Linked DNA regions of Mus musculus: region 2 is linked to region 1. A link is a contact called in public Hi-C data. All regions are on one chromosome and are shown on one strand. The core of a region is the stretch at or near the end of the contact, and the rest is flanking DNA. Distances in the headings are between cores, read along the strand shown.

What was found. Hi-C and Micro-C count contacts between places; a contact is called where the count stands out from the background.
Region 2: a Hi-C map of the N1E-115 cell line shows a contact between it and region 1, with 3 times the contacts expected there. The contact joins two enhancer-like sites. A contact is called at or near these places in 6 of 484 Hi-C or Micro-C datasets (the N1E-115 cell line and embryonic stem cells).

What each region holds. Positions count from the first base shown.
Region 1 is chr11:34,341,636-34,349,273 of GRCm38.p6, forward strand. All of the region lies in intron 27 of Dock2 (dedicator of cyto-kinesis 2), which reads right to left. All of the region lies in intron 1 of Insyn2b (inhibitory synaptic factor family member 2B), which reads left to right. Among named protein-coding and RNA genes, the nearest start is that of Insyn2b, 31 kb to the left of the region's middle. Within about 2 kb of position 2,851, at least 24 of the 459 cell types and tissues checked have an H3K27ac peak or open chromatin away from gene starts, as enhancers often do. A contact at or near this core is called in the N1E-115 cell line, where this site is marked.
Region 2 is chr11:34,700,905-34,708,542 of GRCm38.p6, forward strand. Dock2 (dedicator of cyto-kinesis 2) reads right to left here. Exons shown (of 52, transcript NM_033374.3): 11 at 6,384-6,459; 12 at 5,533-5,609; 13 at 4,866-4,991; 14 at 3,681-3,805. Gm51858 (a long non-coding RNA gene) reads left to right here. Exons shown (of 3, transcript XR_003949541.1): 3 at 7,602-7,638. Among named protein-coding and RNA genes, the nearest start is that of Gm51858, 9.7 kb to the left of the region's middle. Within about 2 kb of position 4,352, at least 3 of the 459 cell types and tissues checked have an H3K27ac peak or open chromatin away from gene starts, as enhancers often do. A contact at or near this core is called in the N1E-115 cell line, where this site is marked.

The sequences.
Region 1 (7,638 bases), core at 1,601-4,100:
GTAAGTCAGGCCAGGTTAACCACCCCCAAGATGTGGGACTCTCAGCCTCAGCCACCAATGATCCCACTCTTGTTTGCCCAGATTTGTCTCCTGAAAGTTTGACTGTTGTGCTGAGATAATACTAATATTTATTGAGCTCTCTGTACATGCCAGACACTGACTAAGCCCTTCGCATGTATCTGTGCACTTAATCCTCCAAATATCCCTGTGAGGAAAGCTTGCTAATTCTGTCTTGGGGAAAATGACACCCAAGAAAGGAAATAAGTCCCCCAAGGGCATCAGACTAGTAAATAACAGAGCAGGGGGTTGGCCCCAGACAGGCTGGCTCCAGTATCTGAGCATTCTGCAACCACTCTGATGGTCCCTGTCTCGTCCCAGGATGCTAGAACGGAGTGGTGGGGGCGGGGGAGCAGGGAAACAGAAAACGCCACCACCGTCTGCTAAGAATGCTGGACACAGTGGAGCATTAAGCAGAGCAGAGGACTGTGGGTGACTTAGCATAAACCATCTGTGATACCCAGGATGCAGAGTGTTGTTCTGCATCTTGTTGTGTTGTGTGCTGTGACTTTTAGCTCTCCTTGTAAATGTGAGCTCTGCCAGAGGATAAGCTACGGCAGTGTCCTTAGGAAAAGAGGTGCTGAAGAGGCGATTTGCATTCCCCACTTGAGAAAAGGAGACCTCCGGGGCTCTTCTAGCAACAAGTCTCAAAGGACAGGCAACAGCATTGCCCTCTTTAATTAAATGAACTCTGAGACGTCACACCTCCCTGTACGCTCAGACACTCTCCTACTCTCCACCCTTTTGATCTCTGTAATTTCTTTTAAAGATCACACTGAACACAGTATTTTCTCTGTGAGCCACAGCCTAAAGAAATCAAATTCTAACCTGACCACAGCATTCGGAGTCACATCACTCCCATTATTAAAAAATTACTGTGTTCTCTTCTCTAATAACTGATGCCTCTGAGTTATGCTGGGGTCTAAGCTGGGGTGCCAGGCTCTGTGAGCTTGTTTCAGTTATTTCTTTTATTTTTCATTGGCTTGTTTACTTTCCTTTTAAGTAAAATGACTTGTGGTTCTTATTGCCTTTAGAAGTGTTTTAAGGGCCTGGGGAGATGGATCAGTGGGTGGAGGGTTTCCTCTGTTAGCTGAAGGTGTACGTTAGCATCCTTAGCATCCATGTGCAAAGCCAGGGATGCCTACATGGGCCTGGAACCCCAGGACTGAAGGATAGAGGTGGGCGGATCCCAAGAGTTTGATGGCCAGCTAGCCTAGCCGCACAGGGAGCTACAGGGTCACTGAGAGACCTCCTCCCAAAGGAATGTGGCAAACAGTAAGAAAGGAAGACACCTGATGCTCTTGTCAGGCTTCTGCCTGGGCATTTGCACATACATGTGTGCTCAAGCACTAGTGCTCGTGCACACTCACACATACATGTGTCCATGTATACCTGCACAGATACACACACACCTACACACAGATACACACACACACACACACACACACACACACACACACACACACACATACATACACATACACACACACTTACTTCTAAGGACAACCCCTTTACATAGTCCCAAGTACTTAGAATAGGTACCTCTCTCATAAGTAGGCTCCTGGGTACTTCCAGTTATAAATCTGCCCACTCTTCAGTCAGCATCATCATTGCCTCTGTGCCTAGATTATCAACGAAAAGGGCACAGACTGCACCTTCAGGGACCCTTTCTCACTGTGCACAAGGAAATGTTCAAGGAAATGTTTTGAAGTTGAATTAATAATCTAGGAACTGATTCACAATGGGACTGCCTTAACTTGTTAAAATTTTAAAAATTGCTAAGGAAATTTGCCAAAGACACACACACACACACACACACACACACACACACGGTATATACATACACACATACCCATAAACACAAAAATATACTTATACATATGTTTGGCATATACATACACATACATATACACGGATTCTTTACTCTCTGTCCTAAGTCACTCTCTGGGTCATTATCTCCATTTTATCTCCTTAGTAATCATCACCATCTGAAATTAATATACTCATATGCCTATTTGTTGTTGTTTTAATTTCTGAGGGCCTTGCTGAAATGCAAGCTCACTGGGAGAAAGACAACCTGCCCTGTTCCAGCACAGTACCCCTGGAGACCAGGCCACAGGGACAAAGGAATGGCTGTTATGTGAATGGATGAGAGAGGCTGTCAGGCAGTTCTTTCTCACACCTAGACTTTAAATCAGGAAGTAGAGAGCGGTGTACCATTGACACATTCTAAAAGGAGCTGTCTGGGTCTCTTGGGAGACAAGAAGTCAGTCTCAGGGGAAAGGGAGTAGGGATGGTGACTCATGAGCCTGTTTCTGGCAACAGCAAGGACACCCCCACCCCCACCCCCATCAAGCTTTATGTCTGTGTGTTCACGCCTGGGCAGCAGGTGCCATGACAGTAAATGATCCCGTACTGTTCCTCTCTTCCAGATAGCTGGCAATGGAGGGGAAAATGCCTCTCCACTGACCGGTAGCCACTACCTCTTCACACAAAGGAGAACAGTTCTTGGTCTGGCTCCCAGCATTGGGGAGATATCTGTTTTCAATCTTAGAGGAGGAGAATAAATAAATCATGAAACAAAAGGAAGCAGTTAAATGTTGAGGGTCAGAAAAGCCCTGATGCCAGGGCAGAGAGATCTGAACCCAATGGGGAAATCTGGCGCTAGCTGAGCGGCCTTGGGCAGGACGTATCAGCTCTCTGAGTTTGTGTGCTTGCCATCTGCAGAGCCTACCTTGGAGCAGGGTTACAGTGAGGATAATGGATAAGGAAGCATGCAGTCAATGCCTGGCATGCAGCTGCAGCCCTGTCTAAGCGCCAGCTCTCTCCTCAGTCCCCTTGGGGAATGTGCTCCCTCTTCTAAGCATCTTCACCTCCCCTACTGGGGCTCTGCTCATTAATATATTCAAGGGAGTTCACTGGTGACTGTATCGCTTGCCAGTTAAAAGAACAGCATCCACTTTCAGACTGCTTATAACCCTATCAAAGCTCCATCACTCAGTAGGTGTGTGACCTTGGAAGGGTGGGTAATCGCTAGGGACTCCAGTTTCCAAAACAATGCAGTGATGCTCAGCATGGAAAGAGGATAAATGCTTACTGCTGCGGGCATGTGTTTAGAGCAGTGCCTGCTTCCTCTAGAACTTACTCCAGCCCAAATGTCCTCATGGCCCCTCTGTTCCCAGACCTCTCTGTTGTCCCTCCATCATAGCAAATTCCCCTGTGGACACAGTGCTCCTGACTGAGTTGTGCTTTCTCCCTACAACACCACCATCTCTTATCTTCCTGTAACTGGCACCGCTCTGCTATGTAGGTTCACCCTCCGGGCCCTCTTCAAAGTGAGCATTTTGTTGACTATCCAACCTCAACTTGCCCTTTTATCCCAAGACAAACTCCCACCATATTAATTTCAGAATATCTCTTATTATACAAAATTAGTTTTCTTATGTGGTTAGTGTTTTCATTGTCTCACCCTGTCCCACTGCTATGTAGCCACCCAAGAATAAGGAATGGCCTGCCTCTCTCTTGAAAGAGTGTCTGGTGTATAGTGAGAGGTGAATGAATGAATGAATGAATGAATGAATGAATGAATGAATATGTTGAAGGTCCTGGTCCCATGCAGTATTTTCTTGGAATTCTGCTACTCTATACCCTGTCTGTGATCTTTGGTAAAGGCTAGTTTCTAAAACTCTTTGTCCTTTCCTCTAAATATGGAACCCAGCTAACTGTGCACTTGACAAAGTCCAAAGATAGCTCTCTCAGGCCCTCAGAGGGTTCTTGTGAAAAACCCTCCGTATTCCTGTCACAGGACCTTGAATCCTGCCTCCTGAAGGTGCAGCAGCTGCCACCTGCCTGTCTCAAAAGGTCACAGAAGTTGGGACTTCCTCTTTCCATAGCCTTCCAGAATGATCCTCTCCGGTTGAGGCTTCATCTTCTCTCTGGATGATCAGAAACCTGGATTCCATCCACACTCAAGGGAGGAGTCGGTCAGTCATTCGTAGCAAGGGTCTGTGGCAATGAACTACTCTTGGCTCTAAGGGTTTCCCCTAAGCTGAGGGTTTGCAAGTGGCTTTGGGGCACAAGGAAGGATTGCCACTGGGGTGTTACCCTAGTGTTCCAATAAACCTTTGCAGGCAGCATGAGAACTGCTCACTTTCTAGAGAAATGTACTTGGGTACAGGAGACTCTCATGCAAATAAAGATGTGTCTGAGGGCTTGAAGCTGGAATAAAATATAGACTTCACTAAGGACTGGGGCCTTGGATAGACCCAACAGTAAGTGCTGGCTGCTGTAGAAGATGTGTGGAAGACCTCAAAGGAAGTGTTCTGTAGGCTAGAAGCGTGTGGAAAGGCTTACTACAATCAGCAAACCCAGCCCAGTCAGATAGCTGTGACCCTGGATAGCCTATGACACTTCTCTGAGCCTCAATAATCTCACCTTGGAAATAGACATAATAATCTTTCCCTAACTTAAGATGTGGAGTTAGCTCTGTAGATAAAGTGCCTGCCCTGCATGAGGATCCAAGTTCAGATTTCAGGCACCCACTGAAAAGTCAGGCATGGTATCTCATATCTGTTAACACTGGCACTGGGGTGGAGGGAAATGGAGATTGAGACTAGAGCTTGCTGGCCAGTCAGTCTGACCAGTTGCTGTGGTCTGGGTTCAATAAGCGACCCTACCTCAAAAGGGTAGAGAACAATAGTACAAGACACCCAATGCCAGCCTCTGGCCTCAATGTTCATGCACACCTACATGGACATATGCACACACATACATTACACACACACAGACACTAAAATATTAGAGGGAAATGAGTGAGAGAATACATATAAAATGCTTAACACCATACTGAACACAGCAGAACAACTCAATTAATGGAATCTGTTGTCATTTTGGTTGGATTTATTTTCACTGGCTTTTCCCTGTGAGATCCAACAGCTCAAATTTGTTCTGCTCCTTCTAGATGAAATTCTCTCACAAATGATGTGTCTTCCCTAAATGGAGGAGAACTGGCCTTCCCCCTCCAGCTGCTGAGGCATTAGGAAGATGTCAATAACCTTTGTGTAGATCACAGTCTAGAGAGGTCATATGATTTTTCTCAGAGCTGTAAGACAGAGCCAGGACTACCTACATACCAGGGTTCAAACCTACTCTCTCGTAATTATCCTAAGGGATTCTTCCAGAGTCAGGAGGGAGGAGAGAGACTCTGTTTCCTGCCCTGGGAACTGAATGCCAAAGGATACAAAGCCTCTTACATCCCAGTCATGTCCAGGAGACAACTCTAAGGTTGCAGTCAGGAGCTGATCTTCCCAGAATCCTTCTCCACTCCAGATGAGACAAAACATTTAGAAAATGAATTCTGAAAGGCTTCCTCCTATGCCAGAGATGTTCCCAGTGTTCCCATTATCACACCAATGATTCAAGGTGCTTCTAGAACTCTCTGGAGAACACAAGGATGCTGTTCTGATGCTAGTCACCACTAACTGGGTTGGATGCTCATTAGAAAGCTCTTTGTTGTTGTCTTCATCTTTCTAGCCATTGAGAAGATGGTGTTCTCATTACACTGATGAGGAAACAGAGGCTTGAGGGGACAAGAGTGGTCTCCCAGTGTCACACTATGTAACAGATGAACTGGGGCTCTATTGGAACCTGAGATTACCAAAGCCCCTCTTCCTCATCTCTCTCTCTCTCTCTCCTGTCCTCTCTTCCCCTCCTCTGTCTCTCTCCCTGTCCCCATTACCTCTCTCTTCTCCTCTCCTCTTCTTTGCTCCCTCCCTCCATTCCTCCCTTCCTCTCTCCTATGAGGTCATTATTCTTCCTTCTATGAAGGTCCTAGAAAGTTCCTTGCACACAGCAGGAAAAGGCCACTACTCCTCTTTTCTATTTATGGCTGTCCTCCTTACTTGGGAGAACATGTCCCTTTGCCTGCCATCAAAGACGTACCAGCTTTAGTCTAAGGTACTCTCCACATGGCCTGTTATCACCTTAGACACCCTACTTTCTTGTGCTTACAGAAGAAACAGAACAGCAAGAGTCAAGGGCTCCTGCTCTCTGGGTTGCTTCTATGGTGTTCCCTTACTCTTCTGTACCTTGCTCAGTTTCTGAGTCCACACAGAGGAACATAACTACACTCAGGGTTAAAGACTCCTTTCAGGTAAGAGTCAACTGTTTACCAAGCACTGGTACCTGGTGAGCTCTTTATAGATGCTAATTATGAGCCCACAGACCTACAGGATTAACTAGAGAACTAGCTTGTCACTCTATAAATAAGACCCCACAAACAAAAGCGACTCTTCTCAACTCTCAGGGGACTCACACAGAAGGGATGGCATTGGGAACAATTCTGATTTCCCAGAACTTGTGCCATATCCTATGGACACCACAGGGAACTTTGAGGCCTTCTGGACATGTGTGTGTGTGTGTGTGTGTGTGTGTGTGTGTGTGTGTGTGTGTGTGTGTGTGTGTGTGTGTTGGTGTGTGTGTGTGTGTGTGTGTGTGTGTGTGTGTTGGTGTGTGTGTGTGTGTGTGTGTGTGTGTGTGTGTGTGTGTGTGTGATCAAGGTTGCTGGATGCTCCCCTTGGACTCAGCAGGGCCAGGTGGACTGGTGATTTGTGCTTCTCCAGAGTGCTCAGAGGGGCTCAGGGTGCAGGTTCTGGAATCATGCTTGAGAACTATGACTGGAGGGCCTGAAGATTGCCTGCTGGGCCCAGCTGGTTAGTTCATATAATAGGCATGCCAGGCAGAATATGACAGAGGAATGGGCTCTGAGCCAGGGTAGCTGAAGGCAGTGCCAAGTCTCGTGGGAAATACTGTGCTGCATCGGACTGGGGCGACATGGTGCAGGAATGCCAGATTTTTTTTTTTTTAAAGAAAAGCAATGAGTCTGTCTTTTACAGGAAAGCTAGAGTTTAAATGTTAGCAATGAATCCACATGTTTTAAACATTCTAGACCACCAAATCACAGCCATATGTTGAATCTGGCTTTTAGACCACAGACTTGGGGCTTTTGTATTGCTCTGCCCACGTGTCCACAGGGGTCCTAGACCTCAGTGGGCACCAGCCCAGCAGACTGCAGTGGTTCATGCCACCAGAGAAATCAGGAAATGTAACCAATGAATATTTTAAAACCTTTTCAGACTGTCCACATTGCAGAAGCACTCTCCAAAGCTAAAACTAAAGCTCACAGCAAGGCTGTCTGTGAGCTGGGCAAGGGAACAATTCAACATGACCCTTCTTGTCATGGACCAGAGGAGTGACAGAAAAGTCAAGTCCTGCTGCCTCTCCTGGCCCATCCTTATTCCCAAGCCCCCTTTTGAGCTGCTAAATTCAACAACCGTGTTTGTTATATGCATGAGACTTATCCAATATTCTACATATGGTCTCTCTTTTAATTCCATAATTCTATGAAGGGATTGTTGCCACACCAACAGTCAGATGAGGAAGAAAATTGACCCAAGGGAGCGATTACATATCAGGATGCCAGAGGAGTTCAAGGCCATCCATAGGAGTTCCTAACACTTCCTCCTGGAAGTCTGGTTGGTAGTTTGCTGGCTGATTGAGCCAGGGTATATACAGCATGCAGCT
Region 2 (7,638 bases), core at 3,102-5,601, 360 kb after region 1:
GAAAAGAAAAACAGGACATAGACACCTGTCTGGATGCCCCTTCTATAGAACAGACAGCCATGAGCTGGAGATGAAGGAGATGCTCTTTGGTACAGGATGAAGCCTTGCAGATCTTCCATAAGCAATAAACTGAATCATGCTTTTTAAAGGTTTCCACCCCTGAGAAAGAGCTTTGTGCCTAGCATCCTGCTAAGTCCTTACCACACACCACCCAACTCAATTCAAACCTTACAACCACCTGTGATGATCTCTTCTGTTATGACCATTCCATTACTGGGTAAACTGAGGCTCTGAGTGGCACAACACCCGAGGCCCACTAGCCCTTTGAGCAGTGTCCCTTCTTTCATAGCTGGCACACGTCCCAGCCTAGAAAGATGGACAGTGGTGACATTTATGGGATCACAGACTCTGTAGCCTCAGTGACTCTCATATAGCCTATAAAAATCTGAAAATATATATCTTTCTCTGGTGAGATAGAAACAGCCTCATAGAAGACAACTGGATATCACAAAACTATCTTGATCACGAATCTTTATGTCCTAATGCCAGAGAAAAAGGTCTCACTGCTATTCTGAGAACACTAAAAACTGTCCTCACCTCACCCTCTGTACTTGAGACCAACGTGAATACAGAAAGTGACAGGAGAGCATCCTAGGGAAGACTGACAGAGCACACCCCTTGCTAAGGATGTCAAGGATGCTGTGCCAGGTAGATTGCCTATGCTCCAAAGGATGGTCCTACATCCATGCACATACCAGCAGCATCAAACGGACTCTGTGGTTAAAAATATAAGGTGCACATGAAGTTTGGAGGATGACATAAAAAGGGGCATCTAGGAGGTGGAGGGGAGATACTGGAGTAGATTTATTCAAGCACATTGTGTTCATGTATGAAAATCTCAATGAATACAATTTTAAATAGTTTTAAATAAAGAAAGCACTCTGACTAGCAGTGAGCCCATTTTTTAAGGACATAAGTGCATTTGTCTCTATAAGGTTTTTATTCTTCATATTGCCCATTTCCGTTGCCCTCAACTAATGATAAGAGCCTCCAGCTAGTGTAAACAATTTCAGTTGAAAATCTGAATGGACATCAGGAAGCCTGGAGGCTTTAATGTAGACTTGACCTTGAAAAGTGATCTCATTGGGTGAACCCAGGGTCCTAAAACATGCCCGATGACTTCATAGGAATCATGTGTGGGTTGGGCCATATCATTCCATACCACAGATGTGAATGTCTCTGAGAGAGAATGTATTCTACACTGAGAAGGCCACATGATGGGGAAATGCCAGTTAACACCTACAAGTGGAATCCAACCTAGGGCTCATGCCTTTCTAATAACAATGGCCAAAGTAATGGAAAACTATTATGTAGATTACCTCATCTGATACGTTCAGGAGTAAGGTGCCACCACTGGTCCCATTCGGGGCTGACTTTAGACCCTTGGGTGCACAGAGATCACAGAACCAGGCTAAGGCCCTTTTGCTAATGCAGGATAAGATGGGCTTTGAACCTGGCTGCCTGGTCCTACAAGTCATGGTCTTAATCACATTACCACACTGCCTCTTACCTCTACGTGCTTGGCCCGACAGCATCTCTGGTAACTAGCTTCAGGATAGGATGCCTGTTTGACCCCCTCAATTCCTCCTAAAGTTTCTCTTAGCCATGATGAGCCATCTCTGCCTACTGCTCTCCTGTATTGAGTGTGTAACATTTATTGTATCTACTCTTGTGTAAGAAGAGACTACATTGCGTGTTTTTAAGACTAAAAACCCCAATCTAAGATCACAGGAATAATAGGAAAGATGCTGAACTCAGGGCATTTGAACTCTGAATTTCCCAATCTAAGTAAGGTCCTTGAAACACCAAATGGGGCTGGGTTAAGGTTAACATACTGCTTACTGAGCCATTTTCAGAGAGACCATTCCCACAGAAGTCCACCATACAGTGCAGGGGCATTTGAACATGCTACACGATGTGCAGTAGTAGTCATGTCTGCAGATAGGGAAAGAAAAGCCTCCCACAGGCTTCCTCAGCAATTTTTCAATAGTCAGCCAACTGAACTCCTCCATAGTATCACTAATGTATGAAACTAAAAATTATCAGTATGTCACATGGTTATTCTTCCTCCTCATGCTTGTCTGCAGTACGTTTGTCTGGCTTGAAGGAGTGACAATGGCAGACAGAAGAAGAGATCAGACACAAGGCAAGGTGTCAGTTTGCCTGTTAACTGTCCCTTCTGATTTGTCCTTTGCCTGAGTGGAAGTCAAGTGATACCAATATCTTAGTGATGAGGCTGAGGTTTAAAAGATCTCTGGGAAGGTAACTGGACAAAAATGACTGATCCATACATTCCCAAAATGAAAGTTTCCCTTTCAGATAAGAGCCTCCTGTCTTCCTTCCCCTGTGTTCTTTCAAGCCAAGTGTGTCTCGCTCGTTTTATTTTTCAGAAAAGTATTAGCATCCAACAAAAGAGGTTTTGCTAGGGTTTTGCTCATCAGCAATTAATTAACCACAGTGGTTTTAAGAATGAAAAGACAGTTGTAAAACCTTTTTTACATTTAAAACCGATAGAGTCTTCCCAGGGTTTTGTTGAAGCTGCCAGCAGCCTCAATTTGAAACTGGCAATATGTTGGAGAATCTTCTTAAGGTTACAGGCACTGTGGTGAGGAGGCTGAGTCAATCCCCATCTCTGCCACTGTGAACTGCAGGACCTAAGACCTGTTTTACTCCGCCGGAACTTCTATTCTCCCTTTGTGAACTTCCAGTGATAACAAACAGGGTGCCACTACCCAGCCTGACATGGGGACTATTATCTTCAGGGTGCTAGTCACTTTTAGACAGAAGGTGATAGATACATTGTGGCAGGCCTGAGCTCCGGGCTGTAGGGCTAGGGCTGGTGGCTCCCCCTTCTGCACCCCTCCCCCTGCTATCTGACTCCCTATAGGTGTCCTAGGAGGAATGTTTGCCCACGCTGTAACTTCTGCTGAGAGCCGATCTCATGATCTCATTTTCAGCTAAATATTCAGAGAGGAAGAATTCAGAAGCAAACCCTCCCACACACTGGACACAAGTGCTGACAACCTTAAAGGAAACATAAGCAAATAGATATAAACACACATGACAACGATTGCACAGGACATATGCTCTGTAAATAGAACCATGTGCTTTGCCTTTTTGAATGCATGCTGCTAACCCTCTGGAGACCAATTTGCGAATAAGACTTTCCACCTAGATTTCTGGGTGAGCGCTGCGGAGTTGGATTTAGTGCTGAGGATGTCTGCTTTGAAGACATTCTGAACCTCCACACCAGCCCAGGGCTCTGTATTGATCTTTACCATGGATTTTGCCTGAATTAAACTAGCTTGGGCTTCAATGAAAACAACATTTTTAACTACAAAAAAAGATAACCTATAAACAAGAGTGGGCACACATACACACACACTTATACACATACACACAGACACAGATTAGGAAAGTATACATTGAAGAATGCTTAGGTAAAAAGACTAATTAACATAGGTTCTAATTAGACCCTAGAACAAGGTATTAAGCAAGCTACACAGTATAGATCATGTGTTTCAATGTCTTCCCCAAAACTCTGATCCTTCAGAGAGCAGATAATTATGATCAGTCCCTCAGCCCCGGGTCCTGTCACTCAGCACTCTGGAGTCCCTTACAGGTAGCACTTTGCCATCCTCTGTGCACACACACATGATCACTTCCACGTTCCGCTGTGTGGTCTTGGTGTACTTGTCAAAGTCACCTTGTAAGAGAGTGATGTAGATGTCGTTCCTGACATCCCCTAAGGATGGAGAGAAGACCAGAGTTAGAGTCAGGCACTAACCACAGAGGTGGAGGGGACAGGGAGAAGCAGGAAGGACCATTAATAAAATGAAAATCCGAGCAGTTTAGAAAGGGCATTTTTTTTAACCTGACAGGAGGGATGGAGATGTAAGTAGCAAGGGAGGGTCGGAATGCTGGAAAAATCAGCAGCAGAAAGCCAGGTGGGGTGCTCAAAACTGGCCATGTTTTCTCTGTTCAAACCATTGCATTTCCATCCTCTAGTGACACCTTCTGGGAAGGTAAAGGAAAGCACCAAGCGAAATGAGCTTGGCCCTCAACCACGGATAGGCCTTTTTGTTGCACAAAAGTAGGGTTGAGGGATTTCCCATGAATCCTAGAGTCTAAGGGTGAAGGGCCAGGAGCACAGGTTGAGTGAGCTCCCGAAGGGAGTGAACAGCAGACATTGAGATCTCAAGTAAAGCAGATATCATTAAATCACAGTACAGGCCCCACCCTGGACCACCACCACTTAGCTACAGGAGAGAAAAGGATGAGTCAGAGGGCGTGTCATTACACAATCTGCCTCATGAAAAGCCTCAAGCATGTCTTGAATGCACTAATAGGCATGGTTAGTTAATAGGAGAGGCACAGAGAGACTTGCGGGGACTTCTGAATACCTTGTATGGCGTTTGGACATGTTACTGTAAGCATGGGTCCTTCAGACTATAAAATATGCTCTAAAAGCTGGAGAGTAGCACCACTCCGCCCCCCCCCCCCCGAGTAAAATGGGATCTTGGTATGAATAGTAAAACAGAGATGCCACCCGTGAGCTTCTGACTGACAAAGCAAGTTGCAGAGCTCCAAAAATGCTTATTAAAGTAGCGGTGCCTATAAAGAAGGACTGGGAGAAAGGGGATCTATGTTACTGTATGGGAAAACATGGTTTGCAGTGGTTTTGTTCAGGTAGAGGAATAAAGTAAAGGGAGTTGACTCTTAGGAAATTATGAACTACACAGCTGGACTCCTCAGCCCTGCTCATGGCCCTGCCCTTGAGGAAGGTCACTGCAGCTGTGTCCCACCTGGCATGATGATCTCTGGGAAGCCCAGCTTTCGGGCTACCACAGTGGTCCTGTCCACCAAGTGTGGGTAGTCTTTACGGATCTGAATGATGTCCCCCACCAGCATCTTCATGGTCACCCAAAGGCCTGGAAGGGAACACATGAACATTCAGCTTCTGTCTCTCTGTCTCTCTGTCTCTGTCTCTCTTCCTCCTCCTCCTCCTCTTCCTCCTCCTCTTCCTCCTCTTTCTCCTCCCCCTCCCCAATTTCCTCTCCTCCATCTCTCCTATAGGAGACTACTGAAATAACAGATACATTCACAGATGCAACAGGCCAACCCCAGGGGCTCTGGGCAACGTTCACTTATAGCTGGGTCAGCCTCTGACAGTTATTACAATCTCTGCACCCGAGTCTCCTAAAGCAGAGAGGATACCAGCTCATGTATCCCAGGACTTGGGTAAGGATGAAACCACTTGTAACTTAAAGGGCAGCACACAGGAGAGAGCAACTCCTCACTGTCACTTATGAAAGGAATGCCCATCCCATGCTTCCATGGGTGGTCTACAGACCACATGCTTCCCACTGTACTGTCTAGTCCAGGACTTGGACCCATTTACTGATGTCGCAGAGGCTCCTGAGCTGCAGCAAGTTTATCGTACTTGGACTCTGTATGATGGTGACTCCATACCTTGCCCTCCACTGTCTCCCTTGGAAGCTATGACTTTGCCCAGAAGGCTGTGAAGGAAATCGTTCTCAGCTGAGACCCTAGGAAGGAAAAGAGAGCACAAATGTTCCTGCTTTGCCCGATGGGAAGCTCCATCTTGTGTCCTAGATTTCCACATGGGAGATATCTAGCACCACTTAGGTGCAAAGTGAGCCTTCCATGTCAGCTCAGAGAAAGCAACACCCTCTTCACAAACAGTATGGCTCTGCGATTTGAGGCAACCAATGACTGCCACAGTCGTAGGCATTCATGTGACAGGAGAGATCGCTACGGCTCTGACATGAATGTCTTCTCTGGAAGGTAACAAGGACTTCAGTAGCTCCGGAAGACCTAGTCACTCACCTTTGGCTAGAGTCACTGGCTCCATTACCTGGAGATCTTTGTGGTGCTCAATCTTGACACTGCTCTCAACATGGGTCATTTTCAAGCAAAAAAAAAATTATAATTACCTCCTTGGTTGCCCCTGCTTCTCATGTCACAAATATATATGTGGCTTCCACAAAGGGCTCCCAATAGGCTGCTCCTTCACACTCTGTGGTCCCTGCTACACTTGTAATTAATGCCTTAAGCTTTGGTTGATTATCTGCTTAATTACCCATCTGAAGTATAAGCAGGGTCACATTGACCTTGTCTACTACTTCACCCCTGAGCCTGGCACTCTTCCTCTGGCTGCAGTAGAAGTTTCTGGATCATTAGCATGTCAGGGTGCCCTCTTTGGAGGCCCACCTACCCCCTTACTAAGAGGAGGAACAAGTTCACCCAGGGCAGCAGTAAGAGTAGGGTGGACAGCCTGGAGCCACACGGGAGTGACTTACGGGTGAAATGGAATAAAATGTTGCTTCTCTTCGTCGCTCTCTGCCTTGCCCTTGATGATGTCGGTGATGTCCATAACTAGAAAGACAGAGGAAGTGAACGGATGTTAGTTCAGCCAGGCAGGGGTGAAGAGAAGAGTGGATCATAAAACAGGAGAGAAGGGAAGCAACATGGGGCAGGGCTAGGGTACAGAAGAAGGCAAAGGAAATGGTTGGAAGTTGAGCAACAAGGTTCTTGTTACTGTATCTACTGACTCTCTTTGGTACCCACAAAACCCCAGGGCAGGAAATCCACAGGACCCAAGCATGCAATAAAAGAGCCTCTTTCCACAACCGTGCGCATGGCACATACACAGAACTGTTGAATCCGTGAGCCTTGCCAACTGACTTCATAGGCAGTATGCAAGTATGCGAGGGATGACTGGGAAGCCAGGGGACTTGTAATGGTAGAAGGAAGTATTCCAAGATAACAAAATGGATGAGCTACAGGGGTTTAAAAGAGTTCATGATGTAAAACTTGGATTTTTTTATCAGCTTTGAAAGCTCTGCTTTATTAGTTAGTTACTCATAATTATGTATCTATATATGTTGCACACATGTGTAAGAATGAGTGCAGAGGTCTGTAAGCACCTGATGACCTGGAGCTGGAACTACAGGTGATTGATTATGAGCTGTCAGATGTAGGTGCTGGGAGCTGAACTCTGGTCCTCGGGAAGAACAGCGAGCCCTCTTAACCACTGAGCCATTCCTCCAGCCACACACACACACCCCACCCAATTTATATTTTAATAATGAGAAAAAAAAGTGGTATATCCAATTGCAATGTCATGGGTTTTTAAATCATCTTTTGAGAAAAATATACTTTAGTTGAAATAAAGTGTGTTAATTAAAAAAGAAAATATATTAGGTAAATAATAGTTCCTTCCACTAATAGCCAGAGAGATAGCACGTAACCCAGGAAAGTAGGGCAGGAATGATGAAGCTCTGGGTGCATGCACAGCCAGCACCAGAGGCAAGGTGGAGCTGTGTGGCTCTGGGCGGCACATAAGGACCCTGCAGTGCCCCCACTCTCATCTGAATGTCTGCTCTCATCTGGAACTCAGAAGGATGGCATGACTCACTCTGTGTAACTGCATTTCCTATTCTGGATATCTTTCTTTTCTCAAAATGATTTGCTCCCCATAATTAGATCTGGAGCGTATTGTTCTTCCTTCTTCACAGGCAATAAGGAGCGGAGGCGCCAACTGCTCAGACGGCA